Linked DNA regions of Mus musculus: region 1 is linked to region 2. Evidence: chromatin contacts called from public HiChIP or PLAC-seq data. All regions are on one chromosome and are shown on one strand. Each heading gives the region's core, a stretch centred on a gene start, on an enhancer-like site or on the middle of the called end of the contact. The rest is flanking DNA. Distances are from core to core; before and after follow the strand shown.

Region 1 (4,570 bases), core at 409-2,908, 1.0 Mb before region 2:
GTGGCGGCTCATGCCCACAACCAAACTGCGGCAGGCAGGCCTACCACAAGTTCAAGGCCAGCATAGGCTACAGAGTGAGACCCTGTCTCAAAACAAAAGAAAATAGCCTTATGTCCCTGGCTACTGGCTATACATCAAAACAACACAGAGGAGTCCATGGTGAACACTGGGCCGCCATATCCAAGTGCATGAATGGGTGAATCCCAGCTGACCTGGGTTTCCCTTCCATCCCCTGACCCTGAGACTCTATGAACCCGGGAAAGTCTGTGGTAAGTCTGCAAAGTCTGAAGTCTTTCACAATCTATGAGCATGAGTTTCCATGGCGCCTGCTGGCTGCCCACTCCCCGTCCATCGTCCACACAGCCTGGGGCTTACCTTCTGAGGAGCAGTGAGGGGAACGCTGGTCTTGCCCTCAAGGCTGACGACTACATCTCCAGGAACCACAATGGGGTCAGGTTGGATCGTGAGGCTTTTGATCACTGCAGGGTCCTTTCCTTCATCACAGTTATCCCAGGAGAAGCCACCAAGTTGGGAAAGCTAGGGACAACGAGACAGCAAGGAGAGAAGTGGAGGAAAAGAAATGTTTCAGCATACAAGAGTTGGAGGGAGGCCTGCCCATTCCCCTCTGAGCTCCATGGTAACAGTCACACTTGTCTGACCCATTCTTCAGGCAAAATGCCAAAGTGCAGGGCCTAGGCCCATTATATCAGACCTTGAACTTTAAAACTAAGGGGGTTGGGATGTCGCTCCGTTGGTGGAATGTCTACCTGGCATATTGGAAACCTTAGGCTCTATCCTTGGCATGACACAAACCCAGTGTGGTGGCAGGGGCAACACTTGGGAGGTAGAACATCAGGAATTCATGGTCATCTTCAACTACATAGCCCATGTCAGGCCAGTCTAGATACACAAGACCCTGTTCTGGGGCAGGGCAGGAGAGAGAGAGAGAGAGACTTAGCTAGCTGTATGGGTGCAAGCCCATAATGTAAACACTCAAGGGAAGATGTGGTCATTCTAAACCAGCCTAGGCTACAAAAGAAGGGAGGGAGGGAGGGAGGGAGGAAGGGAGGGAGGGAGAGAGGAATCACCCCTAGCTAAGGAAGTATTGGCAGTGGTGGCTACAGAGAGGAGGAGTCATTATACCTTGGGGGCTTGTGATACTCATAGATAGCCATGTCCTAACCCATGCACATATGAGAAGCAATAATTGGACTCAGTGGGTTATTAAGAGAAGATAAAAATGGCAGGCAGGTGCGCTGGATTGAAAGGGAATGTGGGATTGGATACGATACAGATACATTGTATACAAGTCAATGAATACAGAAAATACTCTATTTAATAATGGTATTAGCCTCATTTAGCTTTGAGGGTACCTTCTCTGAGCTCTGACCCTGCCACCCATTTCTCTCCAGCTAGCTTTGGGAGGTCACCACAAGACAAGCTGCTGAAAGTCACCCTTGTATTCCATGCCCATGAGCCTGATTATGCCCCACCCCTTGTCCAATCCTAGGTCGGCAACAAGGGGGAACAAGGAGAAAGAACACAAGGAGAAACAACAGTAACCCAAGCCTCAGCGTCCAGGGAACAAGACCCACAGGACAAGATCTACAGGAGGTCCCTCAGTGACGAGCAATGACTTTCTCACCTTACACCCACATTCTTACTCCCCTGTCGTGAACCACACCATAGGCACAACCTGAGTCACCCACCACTCCTCTGCAGAGGAACTTCTCAAATCTTCCTCCACGTGACCTAGATCCAACAAATGTGACCACCAGCCCCCAGAACCTTAGGATCTGGGATTCATTCTACACCTCTGTCTGTCTGTTTGTCTGCCTGTCTGCCTGTCTCTCCCTCTCAAAACACACTCACATGCCCCACCCCCAAAACCCCCTACAAAGACACTTAGCACTGCCATTATCCACACACAGCCTTAGAAAATCTGCCAGCCTGGCCTCCATCTTAACCCATTCATAACCATCCGGACCCAGAGAACACCTGATCCGTGCTAGACCACAGCTTCTCTCTGCCAAGCCTTGGAATTATGACACAAGAAGCTGTGTGTGTGACCCTATGGCCAGAGGCAATGTATGTGACCCTTATGACACAAGGCCTGGCACTGCCTTGGGTCAAAAGTTTTAAGGTGGGTTCCAAGCACGTACACTTGCGGCTCAGCTCCAAGTTGAGTTGAGGAGACAAGAGTAAGAGCCCCTCTGTCCTATGGGAAAGGAACACAGAGTCAGTCACCTATATGATCTACTACAGCACTAAAGGAGCCAGGCATGCTGACATACACCAGTCATCCCAGCACTAGGGAGGCTGAGGCAGGAGGATCTCAAGCTTGAAGGCAGCCTGGGCTACATAGTGAGACCCTGTCTTCAAAAAAGAACAAAAGGCAATCTAAGACCAGCAAGACCAGCACAGGGCACATGCCTGTAATCCCAGCACTCGGCTCTGATGTTCAAACTCATCCTCAAACACACAGTGAGCTCATAACCAGCCTGGGATGGAAAACAAGCATCCCAGGGACCTGGGACAGGTATGGCTTTGGAGTGCCAGGCAGGAAGCCTAGGTTCCAGTCAAACAGACCTGGGTTGGAATCCCAGCCTGGAACACATACAATTGGAGTCCTGATTTCTGATTTCCACATCTTTTAAGTAGAGGCATTTTATATCTTCCTCCCAGAACTGTTGCAAGGTGAGAACACGTATGTGACAACTCATGACATTGTGTCAGACACAAAGCATGAGCTGGCTCACTAAAACACAGCCATGTGCCTCCCTGGCCTCTGTTTCCTGCCACCAACTCCGTGAGATCCATGTAAGCCTGTTAAACTCCATGTTCAAGCTTCTTGGCATGGGCTTCTGATTCCTGGAATGAAAGGCCACACTGTGACTAAGAAAGGCAGGGCCAGGGTAGGTACCAGCAGGTATTTTGCTCAAACTTCATTCCATAAGTATTTGTGAAGCGACTATTTCAGGGCCTGGACTGAGGCTTTGTAAACAATAGGAAGCAGTTCTTCCCTGCCTTGTGGGGCTTATAGTCTAGTGTAAATAAGTGTTCCCCAGGCTGGCAGTGTAACTCAGTGGTAGAGAGCTCGCCTAACATGCCTAAAGTCCTGGGTTCAAACCCAAGTACTAGGGGGCAGAAAAAACGGAAAGAAAAGAAGGGAGAGAAGGAGGGAGGGAGGGAACAAAGGAGGATCGACCACATATTAGAGTGCCTGAAGGTGGTGTGGAGAGTAACTCAGGTCTTACTTAGGGTGGTTGAAAGGTGACACTTAAAAACATTCTTTCAGGATGAGAAATTAGCCATCAATACACACAGAGCACAAGCAAAGGCCCTGAGGTAGAAGCTCAGCTGGTTCCAGTACTACAGAAAGGCCAACAGGCTAAACACGTTGAATGAGGGACCTCGCTGAAGAAGGGTAGCAGTCTCATTGATTATAAGCCCTCATAGGTCAAAGAGAGCAAACTGGCCATGTGCAGTAGAACACCTTCGAAAGAAAGTACGGCGCTTGGAGAAGGATGGACTGGGGGAGGAGTGGCTGGTCCTAAGATAAATGAAAAAAAATGGCTAAGTAGTAACCTGGGCTGACAGGGTAGGAGGCTACTTTTTCCAACTCAGCAGCCTGATTCACACCAAGGAGGACTTTGGGTTCAGGGAAGTTTCTAGAGTGTCCTTTTTTAGACTCTTCCACCCTCTCCCATTACCCCTTCCCCCCTGCCCTAGTAGGGGACTTTTCACAAGGTGGTCCTCCACTAGCAGGGCCTGGGCAGCTTCAGCTGTGAGGTACTCCAGCAGCTGAGTCCAGGCTCTTGGGGAAAGGGAGGATAGCGATCAGCAGTATGTACCTCGAACCTGGCAGATGCCATCCCTAGCCTAGATGTGGCTACATAGGCAGAATAGGGGCAGATCCAGGCATGGGTTAAAATCACACACCAACCACTACTGCTCTCACTAACAGATGCTAATTAAGCCCTGGTCTCACTAGCAGACACCTCTGGCATGTTAACCCCTGGAGGTTCAACTTCCTCATTTATTAAGTGAGCATAACTATATCTTCTGTCAGGGTGATGGCAGGAGGAGAAGTCTGTACACAAAGCAACAGGACTCAGCGCCTGAAGGCAGCCAAGCTCATTTAAATGTTCTGCCCCGGGCCTGAGAAGAGAGAGACGATGTGACAGGGATGACAATAGGGAACCCCAGAGCAGGTGCTGGAATAGAGAGGGACATTCATGGGAAACCCAAATAAAGCCTAATTTAGTTCACAGTAAAGGACCCACACTGGCTTGGTTTTAACAAGCACACTGATAATATGGGGTACTAACAAAAGCAATTAGGTAAATACACAGAACTTTATGCTATCCTTATGAATTACTCCAAAATTGGGAGATGGAGACAGGAGGATCAGTATAGTTCAAGGTTATCATTAGCTACTTAGAAGAGTTTAGGCTAGCCTGGACAACAGAGATCCTATCTCAAAAAACAATTTTTTTTAAAAGAGGAAAAGTACAAAGCTCAATCTGCAGCACACAGTAGGTATATAATAAATGACACCTACTATGCA
Region 2 (4,222 bases), core at 739-3,238:
AGGCCAGCGAGCAACTGAAAAATCAAAGTGTATAGTCTGGAAAGATGGTTCAGTGGTTAAGTGGACTTGCTGGTCTTTCAGGGAATCCAGGTCCAATTCCCAGCATAGACATGATGGTTTGTAATCCTTTCTAACTTCAGTTCCAGGGGATCTGATGCCTTCTGCTGGCCTCTACAGGCATTGCTTGCACATGGTGCACAAACATACATGCAGACAGACACTCATACATAAAATAATATGAAGAAATCTAATAAAAAACTAAAGATTTATTTGTAAAGAATGGAGGTATATTACATCTGAGGAATAACACCTGCAGTTAACCTCTGGCCTTTATGTGCACACAAGCATACACAGACCTGTACACACATGAATACACACACACACACATATATACATATACATATATATACATATGTGTGTATATATATATATATATGTATGTATGTGTGTGTATTCATGTGTGTATATATATGTATGTGTATATATATATATATATATATATATATATATATATATATATTCCACCACCACCACCCAAAAAAACTTAGAAAGCCGATTCAGAGCATGAGTACTCTACCACTACAGTACCTTAAGTTTCCCCTAATAAAGTCAGTAGAACTAAATGGGGCTCCTGGTTAATTTGCTGTCTAGTGAAACACTTAAAGGAGAAATAATACCTGGACTCATAACAATGATGTACCAACAGTTCCCATTATCTCTGATCAAATGCTCTTAGGCACGTGAAGAAACAGAAAATGCAATAGCTAGCCAAGAGGGGAGACGATGAAGATTAGATCCAGAGAGCCAGGCATGGAAGTGCACCTGCACCTGCCATCTCAGCACTCAAGGGGTTGAAGCTGGAGGATCAGAAGTGTAAGGCCAGCCCTGGCGGGCGACAGAGAACTATCTTAAAGAAACAGAGACAGGAGAGACAGCTTAGCATGGAAAGTGTCTTCTGTACAAATATGGGGACCTGAGTTTGGATCTCCAGAACTCACCAAAAAGCCAAGCATGGTAGCGCAGGCCAACAACCCAGGTCTGGTTAGTGAAGCTCAGTGGCTAGCCAGCTGATTGGTTAGTGAAGCTCAAGGCACAGTGAGAGTCCCTGTCTCCTAAAATAAAGGTGGAGGGATTTGGGGGATTCAGTAGTTAAGGGCACTTTCGGAGAATCCGCACTCAACTCACAATGCCAATATGAAGGATCACAACTGTCCATAACTCCAGTTCCGAGGAATCCAATGCCCTCTTAACATCCATATACATACAATTAAAAAAAGGAAAACATGTTTAAGCCAGTAAACTAAAGGTGTGGGGGTAGAAAAAGGAGGCTCACATGGGGCTTGTGGCTGATAGCCTAGCTCCGGTTTCAGTAAAATACCCTGTCTCAAATGAATAAGATGGAGAGTGATAGATCAGAGTACCCAATGTCCTACTCCGGCCTCTGTGCACCCATACACATGCACATGAACTGCACACAGTAATACACATATACATGCACACACACACACACACACACATACACACACACACACACACACACACACACACACACACACACACACAGACAGAGAGAGAGAGAGAGAGAGAGAGAGAGAGAGATTTGCTACTGAAAATAGAACAACCAGCAGTAGATTTTGTGGCACTAGAAGTGTTGGAGAAGGTTCTCAAGGGCAGAGGGAAATGGTATCTGATGGAAACTCAGTCCTAAAGACAGGAACACAGGCTGCTAGTACAAAGAACATAACTAGAAGACAGGTCTGATAGTTAATCTTGTCAGCTTGCCGGGATTCCGAATCCCCATGTCTGTGAAAGATGGTCTAGAGTAGGTCAACTGAGGTGTGGGAGGGTCACTGTCTCATGGACTGGGGCTCCTGAATAAAGAAAAGGGAGCAAACGAGCTGAGGCCCTGGACTGACCTGTCTCTCTGCTTCCCGGCTGGCTGCAGGTGCAGACTGGCTGCGGTGCAGAGGGCTGGCTGCCTCCCTTCCTGCCACCACACCTCCTGCTCCTTGATCGCTGTACCTTCCAGCTGTGAGTCAACATAATCCCTCCCTCCACTAACACGCCTTTGTCACAAGTTTTAAGTTACAAACACAATAAAAATACCAGCCCTCAAACACCAGCTCCAGAATTAGAAATCTTCTCAGTAGTTAAGAGTGCTCAGTGCTCTTCCAGAGGACCCAGGTTCAAGTCCCAGCGCCTATACAGTGGCTCACAACCATTTGTGCCTCCACAAACACCAGGAATACCCCTGGTGCACAGACATACATGCAGGAAAAACACCCACACATATAAAATAACAAAATAAAGAAATCTTAAAGAAAACCAGAAATAACAAGTCAGTAAGTCACCAGTGTATCCTTCTGACCCTTTAACCTATCTATAACAAGAAAGCAGAGCATTGTGATAATAAAAAGGATTCCCACCCCAAGACTAAACATGTCTACCTATGCTTCCTATGAGCTCCGGGTTTTGGGGTTTGATGGTGGCCAGTTTTTTGGTTGGTTTGCTTATTTGTTTGTTTTGTATTTTGAGGCAGGATCTTACTCTGTAACCCAGACTGGCCTTCAACTCACAGAAATCCTCTGCCTCCCCCTCTTGAGTGCTGGGATCACAGGTGGGAGTCATCATACCCCGTTTATTAACTTCTCGTTGAATGTAAGTATCCGAACTGTTTAGAAACCTGTCCGTACTGTAATAATGTAAACATAAAGTTATGATTTAAATAACCGTGTATTTGGGAAGGTCCTCGCATTCAAATGTTTAGGTACTTGTCTTCCAGATGGTGACTCTGCTCTGAGGGGCTGTGGAACCTTTGGAACTGTGGCCTAGCTAGCAGAAGTGGGTCACTGGTGGGGGGGGGCAAGCTTTAAACATGATGCCCATTTCTGATTCTTAGTGGGGCTCTCTGTTTCCTGATCTGTCAGAGGTGAACAGCTCAGGCCACTCACTCCAACCAACAACAGAGCCACCCCAGCCACCATGCCTTCCTTTCCCAAATTGTTCCTGTCAGGTATTTTGCTGCAGCATCAAGAAAGGTAACCTAAAAGGGTGAATATTTTATACTCTCTCTCTCTCTCTCTCTCTCTCTCTCTCTCTCTCTCTCTCTCTCACACACACACACACACACACACACACACACACACACACATGCACACACACACACAATGAATCCATGTGAGGCTCATTCTACACTGTGGAAAATTATAAGATTACAACCCTTGTTCTGTTGCTGTATAAACAACAGCAAATTACTTTTTGACAATTTCATACACATATAGATGTACTTTGATTGTATTCATCCCTGCACATGTCTCCTATCCCCTTCCCACTCCTACTGACCGCCTTCTTTCTTGCCAACTAGTGTCTTTACTCTGGGTAACCTAGTGATTTTACTATGGTTGCTTGCGGGAGCATAGATAACGTTTGTTTTTTGTTTTTGTTTTGTTTTGTTTTTTACTGGAGCGTATGCAACATATGCCAGTGGCTGCATCACTGAAGAATATGTGTCCCCTTTCCCCACAATCATGAACTGCTCCTTCGGGAGTGATGGAACATCCATAGCCCACCCTCTATCCATGACAGTATGTTGACAGCCCAATCTTGTGGAGGCTCTGTGCAGGTAACCACAGCAGCTAGGCATTTATGAGTGCCATAGTTATGCTGTCTGGAAGCCAGCTCTGGAGCATTCCTCCATCCCTTACTTGTTTTCCAGTTTATTTACTTTCTTCTGTGGGGTTCTCTGGGCTATAGATGGAATGATACATATGTCCTGCTTAGAAAAAAAATATTCAATGTTCACTTACTGTCTTAGTTAGGGTTTCATTGCTGTGAAGAGACACCACAACCAAGGCGACTTTTATAAAAGACAACATTTAATTGGGACTGACTTACAGTTTCAGAGGTTCAGTCTATTGTCATCATGGTGGGAGGAAGCATGACAGTATCCAGGCAGACATGGTGCTGGAGGAGAAAGAGTTCTACATCTTGATCTGAAGGCAGGCAGAAGGAGGCTCTCTTCTGTAGGCAGCTAAAAGCTCACACTGGGTGGAGCTTGGGCATAGGAGTCCTTGAAGCCTGCCTATACAGTGATATACTTCCTCTAACAAGGCTACACCTCCTCCAATAAGACCACATCTCCTAATAGCGCCACTCCTAATAGTGCCATATGAATGGTGAAAGCATATTCAAACCACCACATTCCACTCCCTGGCCCCCATAG

The links. HiChIP or PLAC-seq counts read pairs in DNA pulled down with a chosen protein or histone mark.
Region 1: a contact with region 2 is called in a FOXA1 HiChIP or PLAC-seq map of pancreatic cancer cells. The contact joins two enhancer-like sites. A contact is called at or near these places in 3 of 39 promoter capture datasets (embryonic stem cells, liver and pre-B cells) and 1 of 115 datasets of contacts at active chromatin or transcription factors (pancreatic cancer cells).

What each region holds. Positions count from the first base shown.
Region 1 is chr11:55,099,554-55,104,123 of GRCm38.p6, reverse strand. Gm2a (GM2 ganglioside activator protein) reads right to left here. Exons shown (of 4, transcript NM_010299.3): 2 at 376-537. Among named protein-coding and RNA genes, the nearest start is that of Gm2a, 3.9 kb to the right of the region's middle. Within about 2 kb of position 1,658, at least 21 of the 459 cell types and tissues checked have an H3K27ac peak or open chromatin away from gene starts, as enhancers often do. A contact at or near this core is called in pancreatic cancer cells, where this site is marked.
Region 2 is chr11:54,078,332-54,082,553 of GRCm38.p6, reverse strand. No RefSeq gene overlaps it. Among named protein-coding and RNA genes, the nearest start is that of Pdlim4, 11 kb to the right of the region's middle. Within about 2 kb of position 1,988, at least 33 of the 459 cell types and tissues checked have an H3K27ac peak or open chromatin away from gene starts, as enhancers often do. A contact at or near this core is called in pancreatic cancer cells, where this site is marked.